3 separate regions of the Hordeum vulgare genome follow, and all the other regions are linked to region 3. Evidence: chromatin contacts called from public Hi-C data. All regions are on one chromosome and are shown on one strand. The core of a region is the stretch at or near the end of the contact, and the rest is flanking DNA. Distances in the headings are between cores, read along the strand shown. Region 1 has its middle 42 kb from the start of LOC123427663. Region 2 has its middle 49 kb from the start of LOC123430739. Region 3 has its middle 8.1 kb from the start of LOC123430740.

Region 1 (4,429 bases), core at 804-3,303, 240 kb after region 3:
CACACTGATCAGTTTTTGGGAGCATCTACATTAGCTTTCCCAAACATCTCCGATCCACCAACACTTGAGGTTTTGGCTGTGAGAGAAGCTTTAGCTCTAGCAGATGACTTATATGAAAGAAATATACATGTGGCTTCCGAGTGTAAGGTGGTCTGCAGCGAAGTATGGAGCAATTATGTAGGAAATATTACTTAGGAAAACTCACGAAGTATGCATTTTCCCTAGGGTCTGGCCGTCATGTTTGGTTAGGCCAGCCCATTAGATTATCTTTTGTCCGTGTAGACATTGTGAAGATATAATAAATAGCTTTGGAGTTTGCTTTTTTCCCAGTGTTGTGCGATCAAGCTGCACGGACGTACAACTTTTTCTTCGATTTCTTTTATTGAGACATTTTAGAAAGAAAAAAAAGTTGTGCGAGCGTCCTGGGCCAAGTCAGGACTTAGCGCATTTGTTTAGCCGGCCCAACCGACCGCCTACATGTGCGCTTGTATTGGAAATCCCCTATTTGCCGCTCTTTAAGGACAATTAGTCGGGCAAACGTCACAGGACTGTATGGCGAAGGATTCTATTGGGCTGGACCATTTAGTTCTTCATTAATCCCGGTTTTGGGAACCTTCTAGAGGTTCCCAGTCGATTTTTTCTGGTTTTGGAAAACTTCTAGAAGGTTCCTGAATCGGTTATTTTTTCCGTTTTCTTTTTTTCTTTTTTCTTTTATGATTTTTTAATTTCCTATTTCTGTTTCACAAAATGTTCTGAATTTAAAAAAAAAATCTAGATTTCAATTTTTATTTCTTCAAATACGAAAAAGGTTCTTTCTTTTAAAAAATGTTCCAAATTTAAAAAACTTATCGTCTTTTAAAACTTCATTCATAAATTTGAAAAATGTTTGGGATTTTCAAAAATTGGTCTTCAAAATCAAAAAATGTTTTTGCTTTTTAGAAAAGTGTTCTGTATTTTCTAAAAAATGTTCTGTATTATCAAAAAATGTTTGAGGTTTTCAAAAGATGTTCTGAATTTCCAATAATTGTTCTTAAATTCTGAAAACTTGTTGAAAATTGTTCTAGGTTCAAAATTTTGTTCTTGCTTTAAAAGTATTTAAAAACTTGTTTGGATTTCCAAATTAGTTTAAAAAAATTATATTTTTTCTCATTTTTTAAATTTGTTGTCAAGATTCAAAAAATATTCATGCTTTAAAAATTTGTTCAAGCTCTAAAATTTGTTCTCCGTTTTAAAAAATGTTCAAAATTATTCGTGATCCAAATTTGTGTTGGTTTTTCAAAATTATTCCCCAGTTTATAATTTTGTTCTCAAGATTTAAAAAATTGTTCGTGCTTACAAATTTGTCCAGTAGTTTTGAGAACAGTTCTCGGTTTTGAAATTTATTCTCACAATTCAAAAAAAAATAGTGCTTTAAAAATTTGTTTGCGCTTTCAAATTTGGTCGGGGTTTTCAAAATGGTTATCCTTTTCAAAGTTTTGTTCTCAAGATTAAAAATATGTTTGTGCTTCCAAATTTGTTCATGATTTTTCAAAATTGTTCTCAGTCTTAGAATTTATTCTAAAAATAATTGTGCTTTAGAAATTTGTTCGGCTTTTCCGAAAGTTGTTCTTATTTTCAAAATTTTGTTCTCAAGATTCGAAAAATATTCATTCTTTAGAAAATTGTCCATGCTTCTAAATTTGTTCACAATTTTTCAAAATTATTCTTCAAATTCAATTTTGTTTTGCTTCATATACAAAAATTAAAGGAAGAATCAAAGGAAAAAAACAAAAAAAGGAAATAAACAGAAAAGAAAAGAAGGAAACACTTCTAAAATTAATTTCATTTTTTCTTAAATTCAAAAATGTTCTGATTTTCAAAATTTGTTCTTCAAATTAGAAAATTTATTTTGCATGGAATACGAAAATAAAAGGAAAAGTGAAATAAAATGAAACCAAAAGAAGAAAGGAAATAGATATTCCTTATTTATGATTTTTAAGAAAAAGTTATATGAGCCGGCCCAATTAGAAACAGGCCCTGTTCAGCGCTTCCATGCTGTAATGAGCGGCAGGTAGGAGCTCCCTAGTATAGCGAAAGGTAAAACCTATTTGCCGCGCGCTGCGGAAAATTGCCACGGCTTCGCACAGAGAGGGCGCGAGCGAAAATGATATGGGCCGGCTCATTAAGAGTTGTGAGGATGCCGGTTTTGGGAACCTTGTAGAGTTTTTCAGTCGGTTTTTTCGATTTTAGGAACTTTATAGAAGATTACCTGAAAATGTTCTGGATTTTGGAAAAATGTTCTCGTTTTTCAAAAAATATTTCAGAATTTTAAAAAAATGTTTTGGAACTTAAAAAATGTTCCTGAATTTTAAACAATTCCAGAATTTAGAAAAACTTCTGGAATTTGACAAAATGTTTAGAATGTGATAATATATTAGGGAATTTCAAAAAGTATTATGGAATTCTAAAATAAGGTTCCAGAATTTGAAAAAAATGTTTCGGATTTTTATGAAAATGTTTCACATTTTTCAAAAAACTGTTCTGAAATTTGAAAAATGTTCCGGAATTTGAAAAATGTTTCGGTATTTAGAAAATGTTTGGGAATTTGAGAAAATGTTCGGGAATTTGTTTTTTTCAACATTTGAGAATGTTTTGCATTTTCTAAAAAATGTTTGACTTTCTAAAATTATCGTGTTCCAAAAAGTGTACATAAATTGAAAAAATGTTCCAAATTTAAATTATTTTTTTGAAATTCCAAAAAAAATTCTTTTCTAAAAGTAATTGTTCAATGTTTTTAAAATACTTCTGTTTTGAAATTTATTTGTTTTCTTATAAATTCTTTAGAAAGTTAAAAAAATTCCATTGATAATTTTTATTCATATGTACAAAGGTAGTTTAAGTTTCATGAATTGAAAAAAAATGTAACTTTTTAGAAAAAAGAGAAAGAGAAACACAAATAGAAAATAAGGAAGAAGAGAAAAAAAATGAAAAATAACTAAAGGAAAGCGAAAAATACGGAGCCGGTTAACTGGCCGGCCCAGCCGCTTCGCTAGCGACGGCGGCTCAATCGCTTCGGCCCTCGTGTACGAATCCATCGCTATTGGACGTAAAATGCGTCCATGAGGAGGTCATGTGTGAAAGTGCTCGTGAAACGCAGATTATCAGCACCCCAATTAACGTGTATCTAGCCCATATTTTTGGGCACCACCACGTATAATATTTGTAGATGGATAGCCCAGCATAAAACATATTTGACGCAATTGCGTCGAAGTACCTCAGCCCACCACTTTCAAGATGGATAGCCCAATTATTGCTACATGACGAGCTAGTATCATTGCATATCCTGCTACACTGGCAGATGCATACATTTGCATACATCGTGATAGTTTTCACTTGTCTTTATGTTGAGTACTTCTTATAAAGTGTGATGGTCTTGTTTTTATTCATGTAAAACATAGAGTGTTGCCCCTAACTGAGGAAAAGATTTCAAAGAGGACAAACAAAATATCCCAAAGAGGACAAATGAGAGATAAAAAGAAAGAGCCAAAGAGGCCACACAAAAAAAAGAAAAAAATAAAAAGAAATAAAAAGAGAGAAGGGGGCAACAGTACTATTCCTTTTGAAGATCCGCACTCGTACTCCATTGCTATATTGGTACTACATAGAGATTATCATTCATGCATAACTATGTGGGGACCCTTACACTATAGAACTGGGTTTGCATATTCCAATGACGAGCCTCCTCAAATGAGCTCTAGGTCTTCATGAGCAAACAGGTTGGATGCACCCCACTAGTTCCATTGAAGAGCTTACCTTAGCTCACATCTGCATCCGTTACATGGCAATCCCTACTCCTCACATCATATCTTTCATTTGGCTTTCTCTCGCCTATGGTTGTCCTCATTGATGTGAGCCTTTCACATCTTTTTGTCTTCCTTCCCCATCATTATTCTATTTGCCATCCTAAGTGCCAACATATCTTGCTTACGCTCATCCATTGCATGAGTGCTCAAAGTCGAAAGAGAGAGGATCTTTTTAACTTGCGCCTGACTAGTGGTCTCGGGATGAGTCAAAATAAGATTCCGAAGGAGACCAAGTGTGAAATTTTAGTAGATTGAGTAATCAGCTACAAAAAATTATGATCTCAACCCATCTCCCACTTCTTGCATGCAAACACCATTTGGAGACATTCGAGTCACGGACAGCGAGAGCTCTTGCACCTTTATGTTCTTACTTTGCTAAACTCAATACCAATATAGACTCTTGCTTGTTATTGTCTTGACTTGAATTGCATATCTCACTTGCTTTACTTTGAAGTTCTTATATGTGTGTTAGCATGCCAAAACAAAAATTATTGTGTTATCATTTAACTACTCGAGAACGAGCAGAAATTAAGCTTGGGGATGTTGATACGTCCCAAACGTATCTATAATTTCTGCTTGTTCCATAA
Region 2 (4,805 bases), core at 1,192-3,691, 160 kb before region 3:
TTTCCCAGTCAATTTAAAGGGTTTGGTACATTTGTCAGAGTTAACACCCCATATATCAGATAAAATTAAACTGAAAACGCCAGCATGTCTATTTTCTGTTGGAAAAGAGAATAAGTACACCGTATAGAGTAGGGTACTTTGGCCGGGAGGCTCCATGGAGCTCGTTTATTTATTTATTTAAAAAATCATATTTTTTAAGTTTTTTAAATTGTGAAGAAAATCATACGCATTCATATTAGATGTGTTTTACATGTGTGTAAAATCTGACGATGAAATAAACTGAGGTGAGAGCTACAAAAACAATCATGCATTTTTAATACTCCCTCCGTCTCTAAATATAGGTCTTTTTAGAGATTTCACTAGAGGACTACATACAAAGAAAAATAAGTGAATCTATATTCTAAAGTATGTCTGTATACATCCGCATGTAATCTTTTAGTGAAACCTCTAAAAAGACTTATATTTAGGAACGGATGGAGTAAAAAACAGCGTATGTGCTATTTATCATTTCAAAATCATGATTTTCTATTTATTTTTTGTAGCTCTCATCATAATGTATATCATCTTCCAATTTTACCCACAAGTACTATACATCAGTATCAACGCGCCTGATTTTTTCTAGATTTATCTAAAACTTCAAAAATGAGAATTTCAACAATTTCAAAACAATGAGCTCCATGGAGCTCGTCCTCTATTTAGAATTTTTTTCTACTTAGACCCATATATGCATACAATCGCGTAGTATCTGCTGAAAATTATAATTATTTTTTATAAAGAGGCATCTTCTCCGATTTCATTAATGGAAACCACCAAGTTTAATTGAAGATTATAATGAGAGTTTTAACATTGGGAAGTCAGTACAGATGTCTCGCCACCGGTGGAAATGTCTCTTCCTGCTGGAAAAATTATTTCATTTTAAGGTGACACATAGCTAGAACAACAACTGAGAATTTGATCTTTGATGGCCTACGAGTACAACTACGCAACCAACTTGTCATGCCCAACGGGAGAGCATTTATGGCACGCAAGTGCGAGGGACGAGCCCCTCATGCTTTTTTTTCCTTTTATCTTTCGATTTCAGTTATTCGTATCTTTTGAATGAAGTGTTCAAATTAAATTATGTTTTCATATTCGTGCTTTTTGTGACGTGGCTTTTAAATAAGATCCATTTAAAAAAAATGTTTGAACGAGTTTTAAAAAATATGTTAAATTTTAACTTTTAAAACTTAGTACGAACCGACAAAATCACAACTCTAGTAGCTGCAACCGAGAAAAAAATCGTTTAAAGTTTCAACTCTAAAACTTTATACGAGCAACCAAAGAAATCATAAATTTCAGATACGAAATCATAAGTTTCAAACATAAAAAAATTAAAATTTAATTTGCCCTCGTTTGGGATCCAACAACTGTGCATTTTGTGGTCCCACATCTGCCTGCCCCTGCGAATTTTTGTAACCATCGGTTTGTTCTTAACAGTGGCGGATCCAGTGGGGATGTCGTGGGTGCCCCGACACCCCCTCCAAAATGCAGAACTTTGTTATCTAGTACAAAATTGTATTAAGTTTAAGACAGTTATTTTGAGACGGAGGAAGTATTAGTTAGTCTAATCCTATGCGTTTGAAGGGTTTAAACGATAAACTGACAATTTTGTATGGTTATACAAAGCATTTATATCCTGAGATATGAGGTTGGCGCCCCATGTGGTCAAGCTCTAGGTCCGCCACTCGTTCTTAATGGTGTGGTGTCATTAGTCAAGTTCATGTGTTTAGTCGTAAAAAAAAAGGTTTATATGTTGTGGTATCTTATTTCTCAATCAACTCGTGCGTCTTCGATTATAATTGGCTAAAACACAATAGGGAATCTACAAACCAAGGCGCTAGGCAGCGGCGCTAGGATCTGTTTCCTGGCCTTTCAGTGAAATCATGTTTGATCCCACGATATAAATGCCTTGTATAATCGTTAAACAAGGCGCTAGCATAGGAGCAAAGGTCGTCACCAGGCGCTAGCGAACTTTGCTATTCTCTGTTCACATTGTGTACCGGCAATACATTGTTGCTCGCATCGGAGAGACAAACTCTTGTACAATCGCTAAACATAGAATCAATATTTTTCTTTTACTAAGCGCCTACCCACCCGAGATGCCCTCAGTATTGATTTGTTGGCGGTGAGCGCAAAAAAGAAAAAAAGAAAACTGCGATGATCTTCTCGTGAATCTTGAATCGTGATGCCCTCACCAACGTGACACTGGGGCAATCCCTAGTGGTGACCCGTGCGTGCGCGTGCCACAGATGTTGCGGCATGGATTTGCGGGCGCCCTGCGTGCGGCTAGAGGCGCCATGAGATACAACGACAGGGATATTCGCAACCTCTATCTCCGTCCCCGCGATTGCCACCCATATATGTCCCCGTTCCATACCCCACGGGAATAAATAGTTTATCTTTTCGATCTCGTTGGGTTTTTCATCCCCATGAGGAAACCCACACATGCAATCAACAACAATCTTTAGTAGCATTTAAGTAGACAAAATTATTTCAACACAATCAACAATATGTTGGAAAAAGCCTATTCGTCGCTCTCTACGTCGCCCTATCGGGGCTTCGCACAGGCGCACCCAGCAAGCGTTCGGGAATGGACCGGCCAATTTATAGTTCCAACATCTCCGGTTTTGGAAACTTTCTAGAGGTTCTCAGCCGGTTTTTTCCGGTTTTGGAAAACTTCTATAAGGTTCCCATAATCGGATTTTGATTTTTTTCCTTTTTTTATTCTTTTCTGTTTCTTTTTTTCTGTTTCTGTTTCAAAAATGTTCTGAAGCTTAAAAAATGTTTCGGAATTTGTAAAAATGTTTCGGAATTTGTAAAAATCTTCTGGAATTTTTAGAAAAATGTTTTGGATTTTCAAAAGTATGTTCCAGAATTTGAAAAAATGTTCCAAAAATTGAAAAAATGTTTCAGGATTTGAAAAAAAATTCCGGAATTTTTGTAAATATGTTTTGTATTTTATAAAAATGTTCTGGAATTTGAAAAAATATTCTGGAATTTGAAACATGAACTTTTAAAAGAATATAAAAATAGATTTGAAAAAATTAACAGAAAAAAGGAAAAAAGAAATGGAAAGGATAAGTAAAAAAGAAAGAAGAAAATAAGGAGAAAAGAATAAATTAAAATCCAAAAACCAAAAAGAAATAAAAAAACCGATTGAGGGAACCTTTTAGAACATTCCCAAAACCTGAAAAAAAAACAGATAGGAAAATCTAGAAAGTTCCCAAAACCGCAAACGCTGGCACATCTTAACGGGCCAGCCCAGATCACCGTTGGAACGTTTGCTGTGTGCGAAAGGTCGACTGTTTGACGCTGAATGAGTCAAATAGGAGCTCCCAATATGTTGTGGCTAGGTTAACAATTTCTTTGGGCTTTTCGGGCCAAATAGGCGGAGTTAACAAACATTTGGGTGGGTATGCGAGGGAATTTTTTGGGGTCTACCAATTTTATGGACCACATATAATGCATTCACGGGTGAGGCACGTAACAGGTATGGGTAATGATATCCCATCCACAACCCCATCTGATGTGTTGCGTTAAGATATTTGACCAACCATCTTCACCATGGGCACTAAAACTAAGACATCCCCGTATCCTAATAGAAAAATTACCCACGGGAACAAGTGATGGTTAACCATTGCCAGCTTGATGTAGGGGGGATGAATGGTGTGCAGTGCTTCCCTTTGGCATGGTACTCGGGGCCGTTGCAGCTAAACTTCCGGGAAGCACGGATCGAATCCAACCTTTGGTAGCGTTGCTCCATAGGTGCGACCTATGGAAGGCTACTTGAGGCAAAAGCCATGGATTTGTTGTAGTGGCGGTGGGTTTTTTGACCGAGTTGACAGTTGCTCTGGTGGTGAGATATCGGTGGTCACGATCCCATCTATAGGTATACAGGCGACATTATCGACCTACGGTGTCCTAAAAAGGCTGTTATGTGCTAGGGCGGGCATGTGATGGTGTTGTCCTGTCCTACTAGCTGATTGTTGAGACGTGGGCGGGGATCTTGAATCTTCAGGTACGCAGCAGCAAAGTGCATGTTTTGCTGCCAGCATGGATGAGGATGACGAAGCATGAATCGTATACATGACTACTGAAGCTCGTAGACATGGGATTTGATCATGTGGGTGACCTTCCTTTTTCAATCACCCATTGTAACATGTGATGACGACCTTCCATATTTGGAGCTGTTGGTGGCGACCTTCTCTTGTCGCGACCCAGTTTCCTACTTGTGCAAATCTAGTCTTCACTAGTGTGACATATCACATCAAGACTGTGTTATGCATGTAGTTGATGGGTTCGCAAAAAGTGGTGACGACAACACTAGATGACTTTTATGGGCAGTTCTTCTCAAGCATCGGTCTCGACCTTCGAGGTGGAAACCCAAGGTCTGAACCTTATTGGTTATATCTGGAATAGCGATGTTTCTTGTGTCGTTACCATATTGAAGATATGCTCATTTTTTATTGGACTTGTTCTTCATAGTGAGAAACCATTAGGTGGCTTTCGGTGGATGGATTAGGTGATGGCGGTGCTTTAGCGTCGTCCCCTAATTGAAGGTGTTACTGTTAGAGAATCTTTCTTATAGTATTATTGATGTTAAGAGATGGTTGGAGTGGTTATGGTTGCTGGTGTAGTTTTTTATCATTGGTTTCGTCGCTTCAATACATTTTGTGTTTAAATCCACCAAGGCATACCTTCAATCATGTTTGAATTTTCTTGTTGCACATGTGATTTTGTGTATTTGAGTGTTTGTTATTGATGAT
Region 3 (4,705 bases), core at 2,044-4,543:
TTACAGAAAGAGAAATGGTCACTAATGACTTATAAAAGCCAGCACGCATTCGGTAAGCACTTTGCAAATAGAACTGATTGACTGATTTGACCCGTTTAATCACTTTCTGACAGATGGGATGAGATTGTAAGAAGATAATTAGCAAAAAAGAATACACACACCATTGAATCTATAAAGAAAAAGCAATCAGCCCCCTTCCCAACGTTGCATGCCTCCTGGTCGAATGACGCGAGTTCCAGAGTGCCAAGAGGGACGAGTGCGAGGGCGCCATTGACACCAGGTCTGTGCGCGTGACGTCAAGGTCCACAACCATGGCAACCTGCATCATCAATCCTGGCGAAAGGAGCCTCCCTTCTGCCCTGCGATACGCGGTGTGGTTGCCATCCTCGAAGGTGGCGGCGCTCACGACGAACACACCTAGAGCACAAGCCCGCAGGTTCATCCGTTCGTCGCCTAGGCGCCTCCTGTGGTGGCCTTGTGCGCCGCCGTGATGGCTTCGACCCTGCATCCAGTCCGAAAGAAGACGACGAGCGAGGACCATGTGACAGCTCCGGCAAGGTGGCCTCCCTTCTCTCACGCGAGCACGCGCTTGGGCGAGGCGACCTCTCGCGTGAGGGTGCCTCCATGCCGGACGACGGATGGCAAGACTAGGGCGAGGGCTTCACAAAGGAACGCCAACAACAATCGATCCGGAGGAGGGAAGATAAGGGAGGATGAAGGAGATGGTATGCCGTATGCGTGGCAGCTCTGGTCGCTGGTAGCGAGGTCGCCGAAGTGGTGCGGGGGTCGCACCGCTCAGGGGCTATCAGCCTATCACGATCCAAATAAGATCGAGGGAGGGGGTGAGGGGCTCTGATTGCCTTTTCTTTTTTACATCCAGGGGTGTGCATGTCAAAACTTTGTCAAGTCCGATTTTTACTATCCGGCCCCACCTGTCGAAAACGCATCAAATCACCCGACCCATGCTATTTGCAAAAAAGTTTACCGATTGTGTGGTGGTTTTTGCAAGTGATCAGTGACCATGTCGTTTTCTACAAAATAAACCCAAAATGTGATTATTTTATGCTTTTAACTCCCTTGGTGGAAGTGTGCCTTGGTGCGGTAGGAGGCTCATGAGGCGGCGGTGGCTACGCGCTCTAGCTCCATGGGACAAGAGATGGCTTGGTAGGTGGAGATAGGTGGCGACTAGGGCAGGAATGGTGAAGACACATGGAAGGAGGTGGCATATCAATGGATCAGCTAGAGTGTGGTAATAACTCCACATATTTTTAAGAGTTTAAAGTATTTTATTTGTTTAATATTTATTTTGAAGGACGCATTTTTTGAGGTAGAGGCTTCCTTGAGCCGGCGGACCGCACGCAAAGCATCCGTCGACTTATATGCCCGCCACCTGTTATGCTAGGCTGCAACCTTATTCATTTGTCGTTGCTTTCTTATTCATTTATTGTGACCATCTATGTCCCGCGAAACAAACAGTTTTTGCAACATGATTTTTGTTGCAAAAAAATCAACAATGTGGCCTCTGTCATGAAATGTTTCGCAGACATTTCTACAACATGATCTTTGTTGCAAAAATATTATGCAACATGACCTTTGTTACGAAGGTTTCTCCAAGACGACCTCCATTGCAGAGGTTTTTGCAACATTAGGTGTATTACTATGGTGAAGGTTGTCCGCTAGCCGCTTGATGGGTCAGGATCTCACGGCTCGTGACCTGATCGATTTTTTTCAAAAGATCAGAAGACAGATGCGTAGCACATCCTATTTTTAGTAAAATCTTCCCTTCAACTGGTGGATCGCACGCAAAACGTCCGTCTAGTATGCCCGTCACGTGTTATGCTAGGCCACAACCTTATTCCTTTGTCGATTATTTCTTATCCATTCATTGCAACCATCTATGATGCATGGTCTTTGTTGCAAAAAAGGACATGTCCTTCGTAAAAGTTGTGCAGGCATTTCTGATCTTTGATGCAAAATCATTCTGGAACAAGGAAATTCCTATTTGTCGCACTCTATGGCTAACTGTCACCGATTCGCACACAGAGCTAGCGACTAGCGAACAAGGTGGGCTGGCCCAATTAGGAGATAACCTATGGTTTACAATTTTTGGTTTTGGGAACCTCCTCGAAGGTTTCAGACTGGTTTTGCAAAGCTTCTAGAAGGTTCCTGAACGAGTTTTCTGTGGTATTCATTTTGTTATTTTTGGTTTGTCCTTTTCTATTTGTTTCCATTTCCTTTTTGTGTTTAATTTTCATTTTTTTTTGTATTTCTCTTACTTCTTTCAAATTTTTTCTATTTCTTTTTTAATTCCTTCTATACTTGTCTTTTCTTCTCACTTTTATTTTTTAGGAATATCAAAATTTGTTCGAAATTTCAAAAAAAATTTGGAAGTTCAATTTTTCTCAGTTATTTTTTCCAGAAGTTCCAAAACTTTTTATGTTTATTAAAAAAATGTCCACCTTTCAAAAAAAGTTCATACGTTAAAAAATGTTCTGTTTTCTTATTTTGTTTTTCATAGTTTCAAAGAATTCATAAAAAGGTCCAGACTCTCAAAATTTGTTCAAAATTTCAAAATTCATTAACTTTTTCAAAAAAAGTTAGATTCCAGAATTTTGTTCATTTTTTTATAAAAATGTCTGGAATCCCAAAAATTGTCGGAAATTTGAAATTTGTTCATGTTTTGCAAAAAAAATCACCTTTAAATATAATTTAAAATATATAATCACATTACAAAAATTCAAGTTCACATTTTTAAATTTTATTCACGAATTCAATTTCTAAATTTTGTTCACAAATAAAGTTCACACTTTTAAATTTTATTAACGAATTCATTTTTTAATATTTTTACACAAAGAATGGTCCCGTTTGCAAAATTTGTTCACGAATTCCAAAAACGTTCATGTTCCAAAGTTTGTTCACAATGTCAGAAAACTTCGGATTTTCAAATTTTGTTCTTGTTCCGAAACTTGTTTCTATTAATTCAAAAAATATTAAAGTAACAAAACTTGTTTTTATTTTCGTAATATGTTTCCATTGCCAAATTTTGTTCAGAGTTACAAAAAATGTTCCCTTTCTGAAAAATTGTTATCAGATCCAAAAAAATGTTAGCTTTCTTTCAATTTTGCGCCAAGTTTTAAAAAATGTGGTATGCTGCTCTGCCTAAGAGCGTTAGGTCTTGTGTTCGATTCTGAGCGAGAGCACTCATTTTTGTAATTTTGCATAGCGTGGTCCTGTTGTTGGCCGGCCCAGGTGGATGTTCATGTGTGTGTCGGGTTGCTATTTGCCATAAAATGCGGCCAATAGGAGCTCCCTTGCAACATAGGACCTCCTATTTGCGGCTAGCTGCAGCAAAAATGTGCAGCTTCAAACACGAGGCGAGTAACCTTGGCCGTCCATTCGCTACCCTTCACGGAATGAAAAATCGCAAAAACTAAGTGTACAATACCTATAAATCGAACACTCGACCTGCAATACATGCCTGCGATGCACTAGCCACTATACCAGGCGACCTACACTGAAACAATTGCAGTGCTACTATTAAAATCAATCGGCTGCCGAGAAAAATAAAAAAGTGGCAAAAGTGATTATTTTTAAAAATAAAATATTTTTACAAAACTAATTTCGAAAATATGGAAGATTTTCAAATTTCATGAAATAAAATTCAAACTATACCACTTTAAGAATATATGAACAAAATTGGAAAACAGGAGCATATATGGAAATTCCCAAATATTTTACAATTTGTGAACAAAAATGAAACATGTGAACATTTTGTGAATTTATGAATAAAATAGGAAACAGGAACTTTTTTTAAATATGTGAACAAATTTCGAAATTGAAAATATATTTTTGATTGCTGCACAAATTTAAAAAAATAGGAACAATTTTTGAAATTCCAGAACAATTTGCATTTCTGTACAAAATTACGAAACAGGAGCATTTTTAACGAAATTCCCATATAGATTTCATTTTTAGAATTTGAAAAATTTTATTCTAAAATCCAGAAATTTTGTTGAAAACCCAGAACATTTTTTTAAAAGCTAATACATTTTCTAAATTTGAACAACAATATTTGGAAATCCCAATTTTTTAAAATCCAGAACATCTTTTTGAAACAGAAAAAAAAGGACAATGAGCATATATGGATATTCCAAAATATTTTATAATTTGTGAATAAAAATTGAACATCTTAACATTTTGTGAATTTGTGAACAAAATTGAAAATATGAAAATTTTATAAATATGTGAAAATTCTCGAAATTGAAAATATTTTTTGGATTGTTGAAAAATATAAAAAAGGAACAATTTTTTAAATTCTAGAACATTTTTGTATTTTTTAACAAAATTAAAAAACATGAGAATTTTTGTATAAATTCCCAAATAGATCTTATTCCTCGAATTTGAAGAACAATTTTTGGAAATCCCGAATATTTTTTGATAATGCAGAACATTTAATAAAAATTTTGTACATTTTTAAAAAAAGCAAATAATGATTTTCGAATTTGAAGAACAATTTTTGAAAATATAGAACATTTTTGAAACAGAAGTAGAAAAGAAAAAAAGAATAAAGAAAAAAGAAAACGAAAAAAACGGATTGGGGAACCTTCTAAAAGTTTCCTAAAAGCGGAAAAACCGACACGGAAAGGTTCCGAAAACCGGGATGAGGTAAACGCTCTAATGGACGAGCCCAACCTGAACGACCCCC

The links. A called contact is a pair of places that touch in the nucleus more often than the background predicts.
Region 1: a contact with region 3 is called in a Hi-C map of leaf, with 3 times the contacts expected there. The contact joins two enhancer-like sites. A contact is called at or near these places in 4 of 6 Hi-C or Micro-C datasets (leaf and seedling).
Region 2: a Hi-C map of leaf shows a contact between it and region 3, with 2.0 times the contacts expected there. The contact joins two enhancer-like sites. A contact is called at or near these places in 3 of 6 Hi-C or Micro-C datasets (leaf and seedling).

What each region holds. Positions count from the first base shown.
Region 1 is chr2H:603,894,873-603,899,301 of MorexV3_pseudomolecules_assembly, forward strand. No RefSeq gene overlaps it. Among protein-coding and RNA genes, the nearest start is that of LOC123427663, 42 kb to the right of the region's middle. Within about 2 kb of position 2,054, at least 3 of the 3 cell types and tissues checked have open chromatin away from gene starts, as enhancers often do. A contact at or near this core is called in leaf and seedling, where this site is marked.
Region 2 is chr2H:603,490,755-603,495,559 of MorexV3_pseudomolecules_assembly, forward strand. No RefSeq gene overlaps it. Among protein-coding and RNA genes, the nearest start is that of LOC123430739, 49 kb to the right of the region's middle. Within about 2 kb of position 2,442, at least 1 of the 3 cell types and tissues checked has open chromatin away from gene starts, as enhancers often do. A contact at or near this core is called in leaf, where this site is marked.
Region 3 is chr2H:603,650,623-603,655,327 of MorexV3_pseudomolecules_assembly, forward strand. No RefSeq gene overlaps it. Among protein-coding and RNA genes, the nearest start is that of LOC123430740, 8.1 kb to the left of the region's middle. Within about 2 kb of position 3,294, at least 2 of the 3 cell types and tissues checked have open chromatin away from gene starts, as enhancers often do. A contact at or near this core is called in leaf and seedling, where this site is marked.